Linked DNA regions of Mus musculus: region 2 is linked to region 1. Evidence: chromatin contacts called from public Hi-C data. All regions are on one chromosome and are shown on one strand. The core of a region is the stretch at or near the end of the contact, and the rest is flanking DNA. Distances in the headings are between cores, read along the strand shown. Region 1 overlaps Ipcef1 (interaction protein for cytohesin exchange factors 1). Region 2 has its middle 25 kb from the start of Ipcef1.

Region 1 (4,276 bases), core at 694-3,193:
GTTAAGGATGAGGCTTCTCTGGGGACTTTTGGGGAGGCAGGGCTGAAGGAGGACTCTTTCTTTCTGATCTGAAGACCCAGATGAGAGCCTGGCAGAGGACCCTCACTAGTTGAGAAGTTGCTAACACACATATGTCGCACGTTTTTCTGTTGTTTGCAAGATGTCTGTCATTTATAAGAGTTCTTAGCTTTCCCTATCGCTTTAATCTGAGGTTAAATTCAGAGTCCCAGAAAGATGCTGGAGCGAACAGTTGCAGGATTCCAACAGGCCAAGAAAGAGGTCAGGTTTGGAGTCATATTTTCAGTGTGAACCCATGCCTTATATTTGCATAGCTCTTTGAAGTTTGCTAACTGTATGTTCCAAACCCCCTTCCCTGCGTCCTACCACCCCATAGGCTAATCGGGATGATTGTGAACTATGGGTGTAATGAAATGCCTGGCTCAAAGCCCCAAGTGGTACAGCCGGAATCTGAGTTTGAATTTCAGGTCTGTCAGCCCCTCTGCAGAGGAGGAATGCTTGTCTCCGCTTAGCCTGCTGGGGGATCAAATGGTCTGACTTGGCCCCTGTGTCTATTACTCTGGGTTCTGCACACCTGGCTCCTGCGGCTTCTGCTGAACCCCCAGAGGCACTGCTGTGAGCAGTGTCTCCCGAAAGGTCCCGCTGCCTTGCCACTGGGTTTTCTGAGAACTGGAGCTTGGCCTGATTGTTGTTTCTTTTAGTCCGTTCTATAAAACACACTATGTTAGCACTGTGAGGACTTTAAAGCTAAAGGATACAAGTCTTTTAAAGAGCTGGAAAATGCTCATTTTTCTAATTTTTCCTTTTGAGATGCGAACTGTCCTGTCAGGTATCAGAGACTTAGGGATTAGAAATGAGCCACGGATTTGTGATGAGGCTCATTCCCTCAGGGAGGGTTCAGACCACATAGTCACACAGAGGGAACAAAGGAAAAGAAAAATAGTTTTCAGTCTTTTGAGGAGAGGTACTCTGCCGATGTAAGCCATATTTAACTTTACGGACACAGGCTGCTTGTAAAAAGAGAAAGACAATATTTTGGAACAGCGATACAAATGATCTAGGTACAAAGAGTGACTGTTCAAATGTCACATTATATTGAAGCGGTACTCAGCCCAAATGCAGGTTTAGAATGTAGTTCTGCTTCCCACTAACAGAATAGGATACACAAAGAAGATTTCCAATCTCTTTTCCATCAAACATTTCTGTATACTTACCCACAAAAGAAATTCAATCCAAGATGTAGGTTACTGCCAGCTTAAGGTTTTGTCATCCATAATAGTAAATTCCCCTCAAATTAGATTTTCTAATCTCTGTGAAATGGATGGGTCAAAGGGATGTTCCATTCACAGGAAAAAAACCTTCTCAATCACACCATATCACATGGAGCACAGGAAATCAGACCCTGCATTTAAAAAGAAACTTCTCCATTTCCTTCGTTGTAAAGAAACTTAGTTGCTCTGTATTGATGTCTCTTTAGCTTTAGTCCAAAGGGAAGCATGCCCCATGGAGACATTTAACACCCTGTAATAGAAACCATGGTTTAAGTCACACATGTTCTGCTGTTGCATGATGGGGATGGGGTTCAACAATGTATGGTATGGGGCAAGATGTTACTGTGGGGTTGATACCTTATCTGTCATTGTGCTTTTGGTTATTGTCATCTCTCTGTTTTGAGGAAACTGAAAACCGAGGCATGCCTCATTTCCCCTGTTCCCTGTTCCCCAGGATGACTTGTAAGATAAAGATGAAATGCAAACTGTCTAGTAAAATGGTATGGAAAAAAAATACACTACTTGTGTTCATTTTCTGCCTTCCATTATTTCTTCCTCCTTGAAGACTAAAATAAACAACCCCAAACCAGACAAACCACCACCCACAAAACAGTATGAAAACACTAACCTGTAGCTGAGTTTTTGATCTTCAACAAGGATTATTTCGCCCTCTGGTGGTCAAAATGAAGATAACAGATTTCAGAATTGTGATTTTTAAAAGATAACTTTATACTGGGACTTATTTCTACACTAACCTTTGTGGTCTTTCTCAATGTCTCTCATTTTACAGACTTACTGTAAAATAACATGATTATTTTAAAATGTGTCAAAGGTCTGCAAAATTTGACTTGTCTATTTCATTAACATTATTGGTTACCTACATTGTTTAGAGAATTATTTTTTTTGAAATGCAGATTAAGAGTTAGAACCAAGCTGGACAGTGGTGGCACACACCTTTATTCCCAGCACTTGGGAGACAGAGACAGGTGGATTTCTGAGAGGCCAGTCTGGTCTACAGAGTAAGTTCCAGGACAGCCAGGGTTACACAGAGAAACCCTGTCTCAAAAACCAAACCAAAACAAAACAAAAAAAGAAAAAAAGAGTTAGAACCTGCCACGGACTGGCCCCAGTCAGTCTCTCTCAATCCATGGGAAATTAGGGTTCCAGATAGATGGGCATGGAGTTGGTGATAAAAAAGGTGATAAACGGACATAGACACAAGGGAGTGCTGTATCTGGATGTATTTTCTCAAGTGAGCACCAGTCTTATAATACAGACGAATGTTAAAGAACATAAAGAATCTGCATTGGTTAGTAACAATGTGGATGATAGTATCCTAGAATAGTGGCAAAGGCCAGAAGGCCACACTTAACAATCTAAGCAAGAGCCAGAATTAGTGTAATGGCAACTAGTTTGGAAACAGTGGCCAGGGTCAAGGCTATCACCAATTGTAGTCTTGATCAAGAAATTGCCAGTATAATAAGGTATGCCGAGATAAGGAACTCTAGTCATCAGGCTGATGATATAAAGAATAAGATTAGATACATGACTTCAGAGAATGAGAGCTAAGTATTTAGGTTCAGGGGGTGGGGCAAGTCAGGATCTATCACTCAAAAGTAAAGGGACAGTGACTGTGCCTTGCTTTTCTGCCAGCAAGAAGCATGCATTGTGCTTGGTGAGGCCTGTAGAAGCTTTCAAGGCAGCAGATCTATATGGAAGAGTTTTCTGACTTCCTTACATGATGTGAAAGTATTCTACTTTTGGACAAGAATGAGTTGTGTGGCAGGAGCAAGCTGTGCATGTGTCACATCTTACACTAGGAGAGATGTACACAGTACAGAAGGCCACAGCATGGATTCACTGGAAATCAATCTTAATACAAGATCCATAGTACAGATTCCAAAGGCTCTGAGTGAGGCCACAACATCAAGAAAGAGTGGGTAAAAAATGCTTCTGGCATGCCATTTAACCCCGGCAGAGTGTCCAGTCAGGGGCACAGGTAACTTTGTAGCCAGAACTAACTCTCAAGATGTAGGTACTACTAGACAGCCATTTGAGGTAGCTCAGAAGCACTCCATTATAAAGTGGAAATGATACATTCAATATTGGTTTAAATACCTGTCTTAGTTAGGGTTTCTATTGCTGTGATGAACCACCACGACCATAAGAAGCAAGTTGGGGAAGAAAGAGTTTATTCTGCTTACAGTTCCATATCACTACTTATCATTGAAGGAAGTCAGGACAGGAACTCAAAGAAGGCAGGAACCTGGAGGCAAGGGCTGTTGCAGAGGTCATGGGAGGGTGCTTCTTACTGGCGTGCTCCCCATAGCATGCATGTCCTGCTTTCTTAAAGAACTTGTGACACTAGCCCGGGGTGGCACCACCCACAATGGACTGGGCCCTTCACCACTGATTGCTAATTGAGAAAATGCCTTATAACTGGATGTCATGGAGGCATCTCCTCACCTGAGGCTCCTTATCCCTGATGATTCTAGCTTGTGTCAACTTGACATCAATCCAGCCAGTGTAGTACCTAAGGGGGCGCAAGGAAACTGAAAAGGTGACCCCAACATCTCTGTCAATTTCCACTCCAGCACACTCACCTCTAAGTCGGCCCACATGCATCTCATGGGGCCATTTCTCATTGTTTGGCAGAGGACAAAAATGCTTAAGCTTAATTTGTTAATGGTTGGTTCACTATATGATGGATGAGTATTGTCTTATAGCCTTACCTATGGGTGACTTTGTAAGTCAGTGGTAGAAGAAAAGCTCCCAGCCTGGGGAAGGCATGCCTTATGTACCACAACTGACCATCCATTCTGTGTGGAGAAAGCATGGCCCAAGGGACATGGAGTTCTACAGGGAGACACCTGAGGATGAAGCTCTGGCAGCATAGCCATATATAAGGACCTAATCCCTGTGTTTACATTTTACTATCCATAAGATGGTGTGCATTTCTGGAGAAGCACTGAGCACTCAAGGGCTCA
Region 2 (4,017 bases), core at 1,002-3,501, 120 kb before region 1:
TAAGGCTGGTATATACATATTCTTTTTAGGGATTGTTTATGTGAGTAATTGCAGAATTGAGTATGTATACCCACTAGGGTACTGGTGTGCCCCACACACCAGTGAAAGGGTTGACCAGGTTTCAACACTGGGGAGTAGCAGAAGCTTCTGCTGGGGTGCAATCAGTGACAGGTACCTTGTTGTTCCAGCCTATGTGTATGCTATGTAGGTATAGACTTTAACCTTTGAGTTCTGGAAGCCTGCAGAAAAAAGCAAGAAATGCCTGTAGCTGAGCAACCCAGGGGAGCCTCATGGCTCCCAGAAGACCATGGCCAACAGTTATTTGTGCTAGGTATTGGTAGAACTTTTCAGGAGACAACAGAGGGGGCTTGTTCGGGATCCCTTTCAGCTAGCTACTTTGCTGTTGCTCTGGTGACATGGTCTGCAGGGAACAAATTTTGACACTGACTGTGGGCAGGGATTTCTCTCACTCACGTATGTGAGATCTGTGTGCTGGAGCCTTGATTGTTAGGGCTGACAGTACGTGTGAGAGAACACATGGAGAAGGCAGGAAGGAGCCTGTCAATCCTCTTCAGATGATGTATTCCAGGATGCTAATGGTGTTGAACATCAAGTAATTTTAAGCATCACAGTTTTTCTGTTTTATAAAAAAGCCCGCGATTCTCCTACCCATCTGTCAATTCCTCATCACAGGGGAAAGAATGGAAACGAATGCTTTGCAAAGGGAGTAGAAGAGAAAAAAACAAAAATGGAGAATTTTCTGAAGTAAGAAAAACGAGTTGATAGTTGGACTGACAGGACTGAAATTAAAATCCAGAAAAAAAGAAAAAGGAAATTATTTGTATAAAGCTGCTTTGGTTTCTATCAGTTTCCTGGAGAATGAATCCCAAATGCCCTGCACCCGCACATATCCATTAGGACATGTCACATCCTAATGGCAGGTCACTATCTGTTTGCTTTCTTCATCTGCTCTGGCATGACAGGAGAAATTTCATGTTAATTGGCAAAACAAATGGATTATTTCATGTCCCATGCTTTTACACAGGAGGCAAGATGAGTGCTCTCTTTGCTTTCTATGGTGCCACTGTGATGGCCCATCAACAGCACGTACCTGCTGACCAAATGCTCCTGGTGTCAGTCAAGGGGAATGGTCTCTGCTCTAGTAACTGCATGGTTTTGATGACTGAGTCTTACACCTTAAGGAGGAAGGACTGCTGGTGCCATGTTTCTTCTGGTTTCTGGGTTAACAAGGATATTGCATTTACCTATATTCCTCTACTTTCTATAAATCTGCCAATTGCTATTCTAATGCCTTATCAAAACTAGCATTGCGACTTCAGAGGGTAAATGGGTTATGAGTTAATCTGCTTTTTAGAAGTATCAGTTCTTCATTTTGGTATTTCCACTTAAGGCTCAGGAAAAGGAGAGTGAGCCTAGCCCTCATCTTATTTAAATTGGAAAATGATTTCTAAATCGCAGTTATGATCTTTTTAGAACTTTTTTACTGTCATTGTGTGTATGTGTATCCAAGTATGTGTGTGTGCATATTGTGTGTGAGTGTGCATGTGTGTATGTGTGTGCATGTATGTTTGTGCATACGGTTTGTTGTTGAATGATGCTTTCTACTCACCAGGTGTACATGCATATGTACTGTGTGCATGTGGTGTGGGTATATGCGTGCGTGGGTATGTGCATGCATATGGTGTGTGTGTGTGCATGTGTACACATGTTCATGTATGTGTATGTGCATGTATTTATGTATATGGTGTGTGAGTCTGGGCACATGAGTGCACAGCAGTTGTGTGGAGATCAGAGACCACCTATTAGATGTCTGTTCTCTCTATGCACCATGGGATCTAATGATTGAACTGTGTCATCAGGTTTATGCAGCAAATGTTTCCATGTCACTTTAAAGTGATGAGCCTTTACATGTTAAACATCAACATTCTAATCAAACACTGCTGCTAGGTCTTATGAATCTACAAATCCATGTAATAAAACTTTTATTCTTAGTTCTTACAAAATAGAGACCACACCAGCCTTCTTTAAAAATACAGAGTTTGTTGCAAACCATAGTCTTGATCTCTTTTATTTTTCAAAATGATGTGGGCTCACAGTGGACACTTCTGACTTAGCAGTTTCTAAAGCAGCTAGAACACACGTAGTATCACTTGGTATAAGGAAGATGTCTGCACTAAAAGCAGACTAGAACGATTCTTCATTTGTATTTGTAAGTAAAGCCTCTTTGTGGTTAACTCTCGGACTCATTTGACAATGAATGATGCTTTCTACTCACCAGGTGCAGACATGTCTGGAATGCAATGTCTTTCAAGTCACAGACTTTGAAAAAAAAAAAAAAGCACATGATGTCATTGGTTTTGCTCTGCTGCCTGTTGTTGGGTTTTAAGGAGTTCTCTAAGGAAGATGACTGTCATCAGTATAACCAAGAAAAGTGTACTCTTGAGATCAGCAATGAGGCTCCAAAAATGTTGTGTGGAGCTCCAGCTAGGAATTTTAATCAGCCCCAGAGTGTGAGAGCAGTTCCATCTTATGAAGCCCATTATCACACCTGCCTGAGCCTCCAAAGTATGCATTCATTCCGTTTGCAAGAGTAGTTTTGTATAACAAACCTATTTCTAGATAATTGCTTCCATTCTAGGAAATTGCTCCCACCTACTGGTCATTCGCTGTGCCTGAGTGCTTGCTCTAATCTGTCTTATTTAGCTTTCACAAAATCTCTGTGAGTTGGTTATTATTATTGTTTAACTTGTGGGGTATCCCCTAATCAGATGAATTAACGATGTTTACAAGTTTGTATACTTAACAAGTGATGAAGTTGAGATTCAGATACAAATATGTTTGTCTCTAGTCCATGTGTTTAGGGCACTAGGTATATATATATGCGTGTGTGTATGTATATATATATATATATATATATATATATATATATATATATATATATATATGTATGTATATACATACATATTTATGCATGTGTATGTGTGTAATATTGGACATATGAAGTAACCTGGAAGCCTGGTGGATACCCAGGTTCCCTAATTGTCATATAAGCTAGTACATATAAAAATGTGGGTTCTAGAACACTGTAAATCTCAGTAGTTGTATTTAACAAATACCACAAAGGTTTGATGAGTTCTATCATTAAAAAAAATTACCATCAGGATTTACAAATTTCACATTATTTTAGTTTCTCCTGAGACTCAAATTATGATTCTTTTTCCTCCTGGATTTTTATCCTAGAACATAATATGTCCAGGCTTGGCCAACTATTACTAATTTTCACATCTGTGCTACAGCATAAACATTTAAATAAAATTTAATTGAATTTTTGGTGGAATAATTATTTACAGAAATTGATTTTATTTGGAGTAAGTTATTGTTGCAATTATTGTTCATGAATAATTTAACAACACAAATATATTACAAACTTGTGCAGTAGCCATGGACACAGTGGAGTGATATCTTGTGCAGTAGCCATGGACACAGTGGAGTGATATCTTGTGCAATAGCCATGGACACAGTGGAGTGATATCTTGTGCAGTAGCCATGGACACAGTGGAGTGATATCTTGTGCAATAGCCATGGACACAGGGGAGTGATATCTTGTGCAGTAGCCATGGACACAGTGGAGTGATAACTTGGTTGAGTGCATGTTCCTTAACCACATAGATGCAGCCTTTTCTCTGTAACTGTGGAATACAACTATGAATGTTGTTCATTGCTAGAATGAAATAATTCAAAACTAATCATAATCTTAGTGTTGATCTTTACATATGTGAAAACTTAAACATAGTTTTCATGTATTTAAAATGCATTGGACACTTTAAAACGATTTTATTTACATATATTGCTTGTATAATAATTCCAATATGATATTGACATAGTGACCGAGTTCACCCTCATTTCCTCTCTTGCCTCCTCCTCCTTCTCACTGAACCTCCTCTTCTCAGCTGGCTCCACTTTTACTTCTCTGGTTCTTCATTTTTATGTAGGTGA

Evidence for each region. A called contact is a pair of places that touch in the nucleus more often than the background predicts.
Region 2: a contact with region 1 is called in a Hi-C map of regulatory T cells, with 4 times the contacts expected there. The contact joins two enhancer-like sites. A contact is called at or near these places in 4 of 39 promoter capture datasets (the 3T3-L1 cell line, the C10 cell line, hippocampal neurons and 1 more), 3 of 15 datasets of contacts at CTCF or cohesin (hippocampal excitatory neurons, large pre-B cells and pro-B cells), 101 of 484 Hi-C or Micro-C datasets (the 63-12 cell line, the AML12 cell line, B cells and 61 more), 8 of 115 datasets of contacts at active chromatin or transcription factors (the 230-238 cell line, bone marrow-derived dendritic cells, embryonic stem cells and 5 more) and 3 of 9 other capture datasets (adipose tissue, liver and pancreatic islet).

Annotation. Positions count from the first base shown.
Region 1 is chr10:6,883,323-6,887,598 of GRCm38.p6, reverse strand. It overlaps Ipcef1 (interaction protein for cytohesin exchange factors 1), which reads left to right. Exons shown (of 9, transcript NM_001170800.1): 9 at 1-1,234. It also overlaps a transcript of Oprm1 not described here. Among named protein-coding and RNA genes, the nearest start is that of Ipcef1, 95 kb to the left of the region's middle. Within about 2 kb of position 1,943, at least 4 of the 459 cell types and tissues checked have an H3K27ac peak or open chromatin away from gene starts, as enhancers often do. A contact at or near this core is called in CD8 T cells and regulatory T cells, where this site is marked.
Region 2 is chr10:7,003,650-7,007,666 of GRCm38.p6, reverse strand. It overlaps a transcript of Oprm1 not described here and a transcript of Ipcef1 not described here. Among named protein-coding and RNA genes, the nearest start is that of Ipcef1, 25 kb to the right of the region's middle. Within about 2 kb of position 2,251, at least 9 of the 459 cell types and tissues checked have an H3K27ac peak or open chromatin away from gene starts, as enhancers often do. A contact at or near this core is called in CD8 T cells and regulatory T cells, where this site is marked.